2 separate regions of the Sus scrofa genome follow, and region 2 is linked to region 1. Evidence: chromatin contacts called from public Hi-C data. All regions are on one chromosome and are shown on one strand. Each heading gives the region's core, a stretch centred on a gene start, on an enhancer-like site or on the middle of the called end of the contact. The rest is flanking DNA. Distances are from core to core; before and after follow the strand shown. Region 1 has its middle 87 kb from the start of FAM43A. Region 2 has its middle 240 kb from the start of FAM43A.

Evidence for each region. A called contact is a pair of places that touch in the nucleus more often than the background predicts.
Region 2: a Hi-C map of skeletal muscle shows a contact between it and region 1, with 4 times the contacts expected there. The contact joins two enhancer-like sites. A contact is called at or near these places in 3 of 47 Hi-C or Micro-C datasets (psoas muscle and skeletal muscle) and 1 of 2 datasets of contacts at active chromatin or transcription factors (skeletal muscle).

Annotation. Positions count from the first base shown.
Region 1 is chr13:131,747,510-131,752,219 of Sscrofa11.1, reverse strand. No RefSeq gene overlaps it. Among named protein-coding and RNA genes, the nearest start is that of FAM43A, 87 kb to the right of the region's middle. Within about 2 kb of position 1,274, at least 9 of the 83 cell types and tissues checked have an H3K27ac peak or open chromatin away from gene starts, as enhancers often do. A contact at or near this core is called in skeletal muscle, where this site is marked.
Region 2 is chr13:131,903,331-131,907,644 of Sscrofa11.1, reverse strand. No RefSeq gene overlaps it. Among named protein-coding and RNA genes, the nearest start is that of FAM43A, 240 kb to the right of the region's middle. Within about 2 kb of position 1,749, at least 2 of the 83 cell types and tissues checked have an H3K27ac peak or open chromatin away from gene starts, as enhancers often do. A contact at or near this core is called in skeletal muscle, where this site is marked.

The DNA of each region.
Region 1 (4,710 bases), core at 25-2,524:
GTGCAGAAGCCAATTACAAAAAGCCACGTGCTACACGATTCACTTTATGTGAAATGTCCAGAGTAGGCAAAATTATAGACACAGAGAGTAGATTAGTGGTGACCTGGAACTGGGAGTTTTGCAGGGAAATGGGAAGCGACTACTAATAGGTACAGGGTTTCTTTTCAGGATGATGAATATATTTTAAAATAGATAATGATGATAGTTACATATATTCATAAATATTGAATGTACCCTATAAATGAATGAATTAAATGATTTGCGAATAAATCTTTTATTTTAAAAATGTTTTCTGAAATATGCATATGTATACATATATATCTATAATAAATACAGTTATATACTTGCATTGGTACGTGTATACATATATGTGTGTGTGTGTGTGTGTGTGTGTATACACACATACCGATGCCAAGGCCCATATCTGCAGTAACTGAATCAGTAATTGAATTCTGGAAGCAGGCCCCAGATACCAGTATCTTTCCTTTTCTTCTCATTTAAGCTCTCCCGTTGGTTTCAGTGAGAGTGAGAATGAGACCCACTGCTCTACAGATTTTATCAACTCCCCACCCCCTTCCAAACTGATACATCCATGCCTAATTTCTCCTCTGAGCTCCCAATTATATATCTGACATCCTGCTTCATGTGGCCGCTTGGATGTCCCAGTGGCTCCTTACCACAGCAGACTCAAACCAAGCCTGCCCTTCCCCTCCACCTACTCCTCCTCTGTGTCCCCTGCTCCCCGAAAGGCACCGGCCTGCTCCCAGTCACCCAGAGTTGACCCTGGGCAGACCTCAGACTCATTCCTCCTGTCTTCACACATCCAATGGGTCACTAAGCCCTGTGACTAATTTTCAGCCTACCTTTTAATTACTTTTAAGTACCTCTAGGATCAGATTCTGCTTTTTCATCCTCTCTGACTCCACCTATCTCTGTCCAGGCCCTGATTCTGTCTCACCTGAACTATTTTAACAACCTCCATCTGGCCTCCTTCTCCCCAGCCTTGCTCCCCTCCAGTCCTCCACACAGCCAGCACAAGGACGCCTCCAAAACCCCCATGCAATCATGCTGTTCTCTGCTGAGAACCTCCAGTGACTCCCGCCGCCCTCCAGACAGCCCTGTGCCTCCACCCTGACCCTGCTGATGGACCAGCCTCACGGTCATTGCCTCCTGGCCACACCGGATCTGACCTGCATTTCCCTTCCACACACTCCCAGTGCCTCCCGCCTGACCCAGGCTGCTCCTCCCCCATCTGGCTCTTCTATTTGCCACTCAGCCTTCAGACACCCATAGGGATGACCTCACTCCTGAAGCTTTTCATGACGTCTGCCACCACCCTGTGCCCAACATGTACTTAGGAATTGTGTCCTGTCGCTGTCACCTCCCCGAGACAGGGGTGACATTTACCTCTGAGCCTAGCACAGGGTGGGCCTGGCCTGGCATGGGTATTCAGGGAATGGGTATTCAAATGAATGAATGAATGAGTGAAAGGATAGTGAGAAGTCTTATTCTAGGGGAGGTGGGTGTGGCGCTGTGTAGCCGTCTGAGAAGGGAACGCTGAGCCTATCCTGTGCTGGCCACGGTCATCCCACCTTCAGATACACCCAAGAATTTGTTTTGCATTCTATACCCTAACAGGGATGTTGCAAGAGCACAAATAATCCTTTATTTTCCTAATCTGAGAAATGGGGATAGTAATATCCAATTAGCAGGAGTGCCATGAGGATCAGGGAAGGAATAGATATGAATATGCTTTCAAAATTATAAATGATCATTTGAACATGAGGGATGAACGTCCACTGCCCTGGCTTGGCAGAAGCCTCTGTGTCAGGGGTTCAGAGACTGTCCAGTGTGGAAAGGTTGACACAGCTGACATAATGGTGGCCCTGTCTGCCTGGCAGTGTCCCCGGAGAAGGCAAGGCTGTACTTGCAGGGTGGCCTTGCACCGTCAGCTATCCCTGTGGTCAGAGAGGAGGATGTGGGGGTTTAAGTCCAGCTCCTTAACTGACCCAAGGCCCCACCTGGCCATAAACTTGGAGTTTGCATGCAGGCAGTGAGGAGTTCTCTCTCCACCTGTGGTTAGCAGCCTGCAGGGCCTTAAAAATAGTGCTGGGAAGATATTTTTAGTACATCATCCTGAGGCGTGGCTGGAGCCTGTGGCCTCCTGTGACGCATGAAAATTGTTTTGGCTCTGTTCGGGAGTGATTCAGACAGCTGGTTTTGGACTTCGGGGGCGTAAAAATAAAAACAAGGTGGGGGAGGCTGGGTTCCAGCCACAGGGAACCCCTGCCCCCACAACATCTGAATAATTGCTCTTGAGAAAGTTGAAGCCAAGCCTTGGTTCTCTGGAGATTTCACAGATGACCGTTCCGGCAGGAAGGTTTCAGGTCGGTGAGCGGGGACAAAGAGCAGAATGAGCCCATGTTACAGGTCAGAGACTGAGGCTGTGAACAGGTGCTTGACTTGCCCCAAATCTTCCGATATTTACGTGGAGGGACCTCATCTGGATCCAGGTCTAATTCCCAAGCCCCTGCTGTCTTGCCAATTTCCCTACTGAAAGAAGGCTTCAAAGTCTACAAAGCACTTCCATAAACATCATCTCTTTGATCCTCTGTCAGGTAGATTATGATTCTTATTTACAGGGGAGGGACCGAGGCTCAGAAAGCAAAGTGACTCGCTCCCATCTCACACCCGATGAGCCCTCAAGACACACCAGGGCCCCCAGAGGACAAGTTCCTGGCACGTGGGGGGCTAAGGAGAACGACCAGTGGCCTTGTGCAGGAAGGGGGCTATGGACACAAACTCTGCGACACCTGACAGGCCTGGGTCCATGCTCGTGGGAGCCTCCAGGAGACAGGGAAGCAAATGCAGAGGGACCCAGAGCCTCTGTGGAAAAGGCGGGAGGATGAACTAAGGGCTTGACACTGGCTGGGGGACCTGCTGCTCCCAGAGGAGCCTGGTGGGCAGCGCTCAGGTAAACAGTGAGCACTGAGAGGGAGCCTGAGCCGGTCGGTGGTGGCCCAGTCACTTCCACTCCCACTACAGCCCTGCACGTGGCTGCCAGGGCTGTCACCTTGGTCACTGAGAGAATGAGCATGTCCAATTGGCTCTAGATGTCATGTGAGGAATGGCTAATAAAAACCACCAGCCTGTGGGGATGCATTTCACTCTCTGGGATCAGCAACACAAGTGGACAAGAGAACATGCATCTGCAGCGCCTCGTCGTGTTGACTCAAAACAACACGGAAGCAGGAGAAACCACATGAAATCCTGCCATGCAGACCTACTTAAAGCTTGGAGACCATCACTCACCCCAGACATGTCTTGCACTTGTAAGAATGTGTACAATTCTACACAAATGAGAAAATTCCATGCTGTACTATCTGCTCTCTTTTGACTTACATTAACTAGTCAATCATATATCAATAAATACAAATCTGTATCATTTAAACGACTGTACCCCATTCCATGGTACAAGTGCACCTTCCTTTAGTATTCTTCTAACTGCGATTCACATTGTACTTCATGTCTACACCATCTTTCACAATCCTTAAATCGTGCACCTCAATCAAAATGCACAAAAATTGGAGTTCCTGTCATGGCGCAGTGGTTAACGAATCCGACTGGGGACCATGAGGTTGTGGGTTCAATCCCTGGCCTTGCTCAGTGGCTTGAGCATCCGGTGTTGCCGTGAGCTGTGATGTAGTTCGCAGACGCGGCTCGGATCTGGTTGGAGACGCAGCTCGGGTCCCGCATTGCTGTGGCTCTGGTGTAGGTCAGTGGCTACAGCTCCGATTAGACCCCTAGCCTGGGAACCTCCATATGCCGCGGGAGCGGCCCTAGAAAAGGCAAAAAGACAAAAAAAAAATGCACAAAAATAAACACTTTGCTTAACAGAGCCTCCTACCCACTGCCCTCCACTCCAGCCCAGGATTCTGTGGCCCCCAGCCTTGAGCTCTGGAGGATTTTATCAACTTTCTAGACATTTTATGCTCATTGATGGAATCTGAAACCTCTTGCAGCTATTCTCAAGCTCTGATTCTGAGTCATCCTTTCACTGCCCATCTTTGAAATTCAGCAAACATACCAGCCCTGCAGGAAAAAGATGGTGAAGTCTTCATAGAGAAGCCTCAGGATGCCAATTAGGAGGAACTAAAGGCTGGAGTTCTTCAATCCCACGGAGAAGTCAGTAAGAAGTGTTGACAATTGCTCTTTGAGAACAAAGTCCCGTTGTGACCAAGGTAGCCTTTGTTTCTATTTTTGTCTTTATGCTTATTTATGGATTTTTAAGAGAGTCCTCCTGGATATGACGGTCTTCTGACATCCCTTCTAGGCAAACTAGAGGAATAAGAGTAATTCTCAAAGAAAACAGGGATGAATCAGCACTGTGGACCACAAAAGGTTGACAAGCCCCTCTGAGATGTGGATTCCAGGGTTTTATATGGAGGAAAACAGAAGTTCTCTGCTGAGAGAAGGGACTTGCCCCAAAATATAAGGAACTCAGAATTCATGACACCGGGCTAGGTTTTTTCTTACTGTGTTACCTGCTGTATCAAGATCATCCTCAATGTTAAAGCCTAGGAGTTACCCATCCCAGCAAATCTCTTTAAGAATAAGTTAATTCAAAAAACACTTATTGAGTTCTTCCCTATTATATGCTGGGAACTGTGCTAGCTACTGGGGATATAATAATGAACAGGAGAGAATCTG
Region 2 (4,314 bases), core at 500-2,999, 150 kb before region 1:
AAGTCTTATCTTCTGTATTTAAAAAAAATATATAGTAATATAAAGAAATTTTATTGATTTTATATAGCTTTCTACCCCTTTTTGTTCGTTTGTTTTTGCTTTATGTGTCTTTCTGCTGTTTGTTTTTGCTTTTTAGAGCTGCACCCATGGCATATGGAAGTTCCCAGACTAGGGTCAAATGGGAGCTGTAGGTGCCGGCCTACACCACAGCCACAGCAACACCAGATCTGAGCCGCACCTGCAACCTACACCACAGCTCACGGCAATGCTGAATCTCTAATCCACTGAGCAAGGCCAGGGATCGAACCTGTACCCTCATGGATACTAGTTGGGTTTGGAAACTGCTGAGCTACAATGGGAACTCCTGCCCCTTTGCTTTTTTCACTCAGTGTAGGCTTTGGGGGAATCTGTCCATATTGAGACATAAAGATTTAGTTCATTCATTTTAACTGCTGCTAATTAATATATATCACTCTTATTTTATTCATTATTTCCTTGATGGAAATTTATTTGCTAATTTTTTAATTTGGAAATTTAGGATGTTTACTTCATTATTACAACAGTGCTGAGCTGTCTCCTTACCCACATAGAAGAATTTTTCTAGGGTTGATACCTCAGGAATTTGCTAGGTCATATCATGTGTGTATTTTTCACTTAAGATGAAAACTGCAAAGCCGTCCTCTAGAGGCTGTGCTAATTTATCCCCTGACATGCAGCGTATATGTTCCTATTCCCTCACATTCTCAAATAGATTAGTATTGGACCTTTGATTTTTTTCAAGGCATGAGGAATGAAATGGTATCATAATGCTTTAATTTGTTTTCCATGAGTTCTTAGGAAGCTGAGCATTTTTTCAGGTGTTCATTGGCCCTTTGCGTTTCCTCTTCTGCGATTACCTCTTCATATCTCTTACCCTGCTTTCGGTTGGGCTGAATGTCTTTTTTCTCACTGAGATGTAGAAAGAAGGTCTTTATATACTCTCAAAATACTTTTTGGCTGTTGTATTTTCAGTTTCTAATGTCACTTCCTCGTGACAAGATATTTTGATTTTGATAGAAACTAATCTATTAATTTTTAAACAGTTTCTCCTTTTTATGTCTTGTAAGCTTTCTCTTACCTGCTGTCATTGAGATACATACGTACGTCTGGGTCACTGTGCTGTACAGCAGAAATTGACACAATGCTATAAATCAACCTCTAAGGCATATGCAGGGTGGGTTCAACCCCTATCATCTCTTTGAATCTCCTCTTCATTTGAGCATCCACATAGCTTTGGATCTTGGTTTTAGGTTGACCATTTTAATTTATGGTGTTTTACCTAGTATTTCCATGTGTTTGGTGCAAGATGGGAACTTGACACATTCCTGAAGGACTTCGATACCTAGAAAAGATTGTGCCATTTGCAAATAAGCAGCATGTACCATTCTAGAGGGCCAGCACTGCCCTGCTCTCTCAATCTAGGTGCTCGGTCTTTATCTTGCCCCAACTTCCCCCAAGATTCTGCCTCTGATGTCTTTGAAGTGCACTCTGCCCCAGGGGGCGGGGTCCTTCCTGCAGCTGGTGAGGACCTGATGGCCCTGGAGCATTGCTGCTGGCAGTGTCCGCCTGTGCTCAGTGACAATACAAACCCCTGGGGCTTGACTCAGCCCACGAGACATCCGCATTGGCATCTGTTTCAAGTGCATGCAAGGCGCCCAACAATTTGGGCGAGTAATAGCATTGAATTTGGCAAAGTTAGAAGCTGTGTCACTGAAAATAGCTCCCGGAGGTAACTCGACTTCTGCTTTAATTAGCCACTTTGGCTGGCGAAATGAGCTAAAGTTACCACGATCCAAAATGGATTAAGTTAAAAGTGAAGTGGTTAGAAAGTTACAGATCCTTCTCTATGCCACTGAAGATGAGCTTTCCAAGTCTCATGTAAAGAGAAAGGGAATCATTTAAAAAACCATTAGAAAATATGTAACTGATATATTATTTCCTCAAAATGTTGAAGCACGTTTAAAAATGTAGAGCAATATGACATTACGGTTTTTGTAAAACACAAAGAGACAGAGTCAGTTATAAAGGAGGCATTTCCCAGGAAGAGAAACATCATCTTTGGTCAGGCTTCTCAGTGGCAACAATAGAAAGCTGTTTTGCTCATTTAAACCAAAAAGAGACTTTAGAGCTTAGAAAATAGTCCATGAGTTCCCACTGTGGCTCAGCGGTAACGAACCCAACTAGTATCCATGAGGATTCGGGTTCTAACCCTGGGTTAACGATCCAGCATTGCTGTGGCTGTGGCATAGGCTGGCAGCTGCAGCTCCTATTTCACCCCTAGCCTGGGAACCTCTATATGCTGTGAGTTTGGCCCTGAACAAGAAAAGAAAATATCTCAGAACAGAGAAGGCTAGCAGTGCTCAGTTTCATACCCGAACTGCAGCCCAGAACCAGACTGGGGAGGATGCTGTTGTCACATCTGCTGGGAAATACAAGGCATCAGCTGGAATCCCTTCCACCCCGGGATGCCAAGCGCTTGTTACTGTTGGCTCCACCACTCCTGCTGCTGTCCCCTCCCTCAGGACTGGCATCACAACCACAGATTCTGCCATCCCTGGAATGCTTTTTCTGTTGACCCTATTGTTTTTTAACATCAGATCCTGGCTCATATCTGGGGCAGTGGAATCTGATTGGCTGAGTCTAACCATGTACTCCTGTCCTTGTTACAAGGGAGGCTGGAAAAACACAAATCTAGCCTTCTTGGCTCCACGGTGGGAGGAGGGCTCTGCTTCCTATCATGACTCATAAGGTGGTAAATTCACAAGCATGGGGGAAGGGTTTCAGATGCTGGGCTGTCAAAACAACAGCGATTACCAGACAAATGTTCTCTACAATTAGTTCCTGCCTGGAAAATGACATTTTAAAAGAAAAATACCTGGAAAGCATGTGAAAAGTTGACCCAGGATGACTGATTTGTCAAAAGATCAAAGGAATGTTTACCAAAAAAGGTTGAGTGGAAAATAACAACATCAAAGCAGGAGGAAATACAACTCATAAAAAAAAAAAAATCCAGATCAAGAGTAGGCAAAGGACTTGAATAGACATTTCTCCAAAAAGATAGACAGGCGGTCAATAAGCACATGAAAATGTGGCCAATGTCATTAGCCACCAGGGAAATGAAAATCTAAACCACAATGAGATACCAGTTTGCACCCACTGGGATGGCTTTAATCAAAAAGACAGATCATAACAAGCGTTGGTGAGAATGTGAAGAAATTGGAACTCTTATACACCACTCTACCACATTACATAGGTGGGAATGTAAAACTGGAGTCATTTTGGAAAACAGTCTAGCAATTCCTCAAATGGTCAAATGCAGAGTTACCGCATGACCCAGCAATTCTATTCCTAGGTATACATCCAAGAGAAATGCAAATGTACATCCACAGGAAAACCCATGTATGAATGTTTAGAGCATCATTATTCATAAAAGGTAGAGGATAGAAAAAATCTGAATGTCTTTCCACTGCTGAATGAATAAGCAAAATAAAATATGTCTATAGAATGGAATGTTAGTCAAGCGTAAAAAGGAATGAAGTGCTGACAATGCTACAACATGAATGTACCTTAAAAACATTATGCTAAGTAGTTCCTGTCATGGCTCAGCGGTTAATGAACCCGACTAGCATCCATGAGGACGCAGGTTTGGCGGGTTAAGGATCCCGCATTGCTGTGAGCTGCGGCATAGGTCGCAGATGCAGCTCGGATTGCTGTGGCTGTGGTGTAGGTGAGCAGCTACAGCTCTGAGTGGACCCCTAGCCCAGGAACCTCCGTATGCCATGGGTGCGGTCCTAAAACACCAAAAAACAAACAAACAAACAAAAAACTTTATACTGAGAGAAGCCAGTCACAAAAGACCACACATGATATTATTCCAGCCCAGAATAGGCAAATCTACAATAGAGCTAGTAGATTGTGGTTGCTTAGGGCTGAAATTGGGGGTTAGAGCTTGGAAAGTGATAGCTTAAGTGTTCAAGTTTTTTTATGATGAAATTGTTCTAAAATTGTGGTGTTAGTTGCACATATCTGTAAATATACTAAAAACCATCAAGTCATACACTTTTAAGGAGTGAATTGTGTGGTAGGGGAATTATATCACAATAAAGCTGTTATTAAAGAAAAAGATTTGCTTATTATAGAGAAGGAGAAAGAAAGGGAAAAATGATAATTTACTTAGTGTTAACATTGGGGGATATTTCTTTTCCCTCTTTTTCTAGGCAAATTTTTTGTTTGTTTGTTTGTTTTGTTTTGTATTTTGTCCTTTTAGGGCCACAC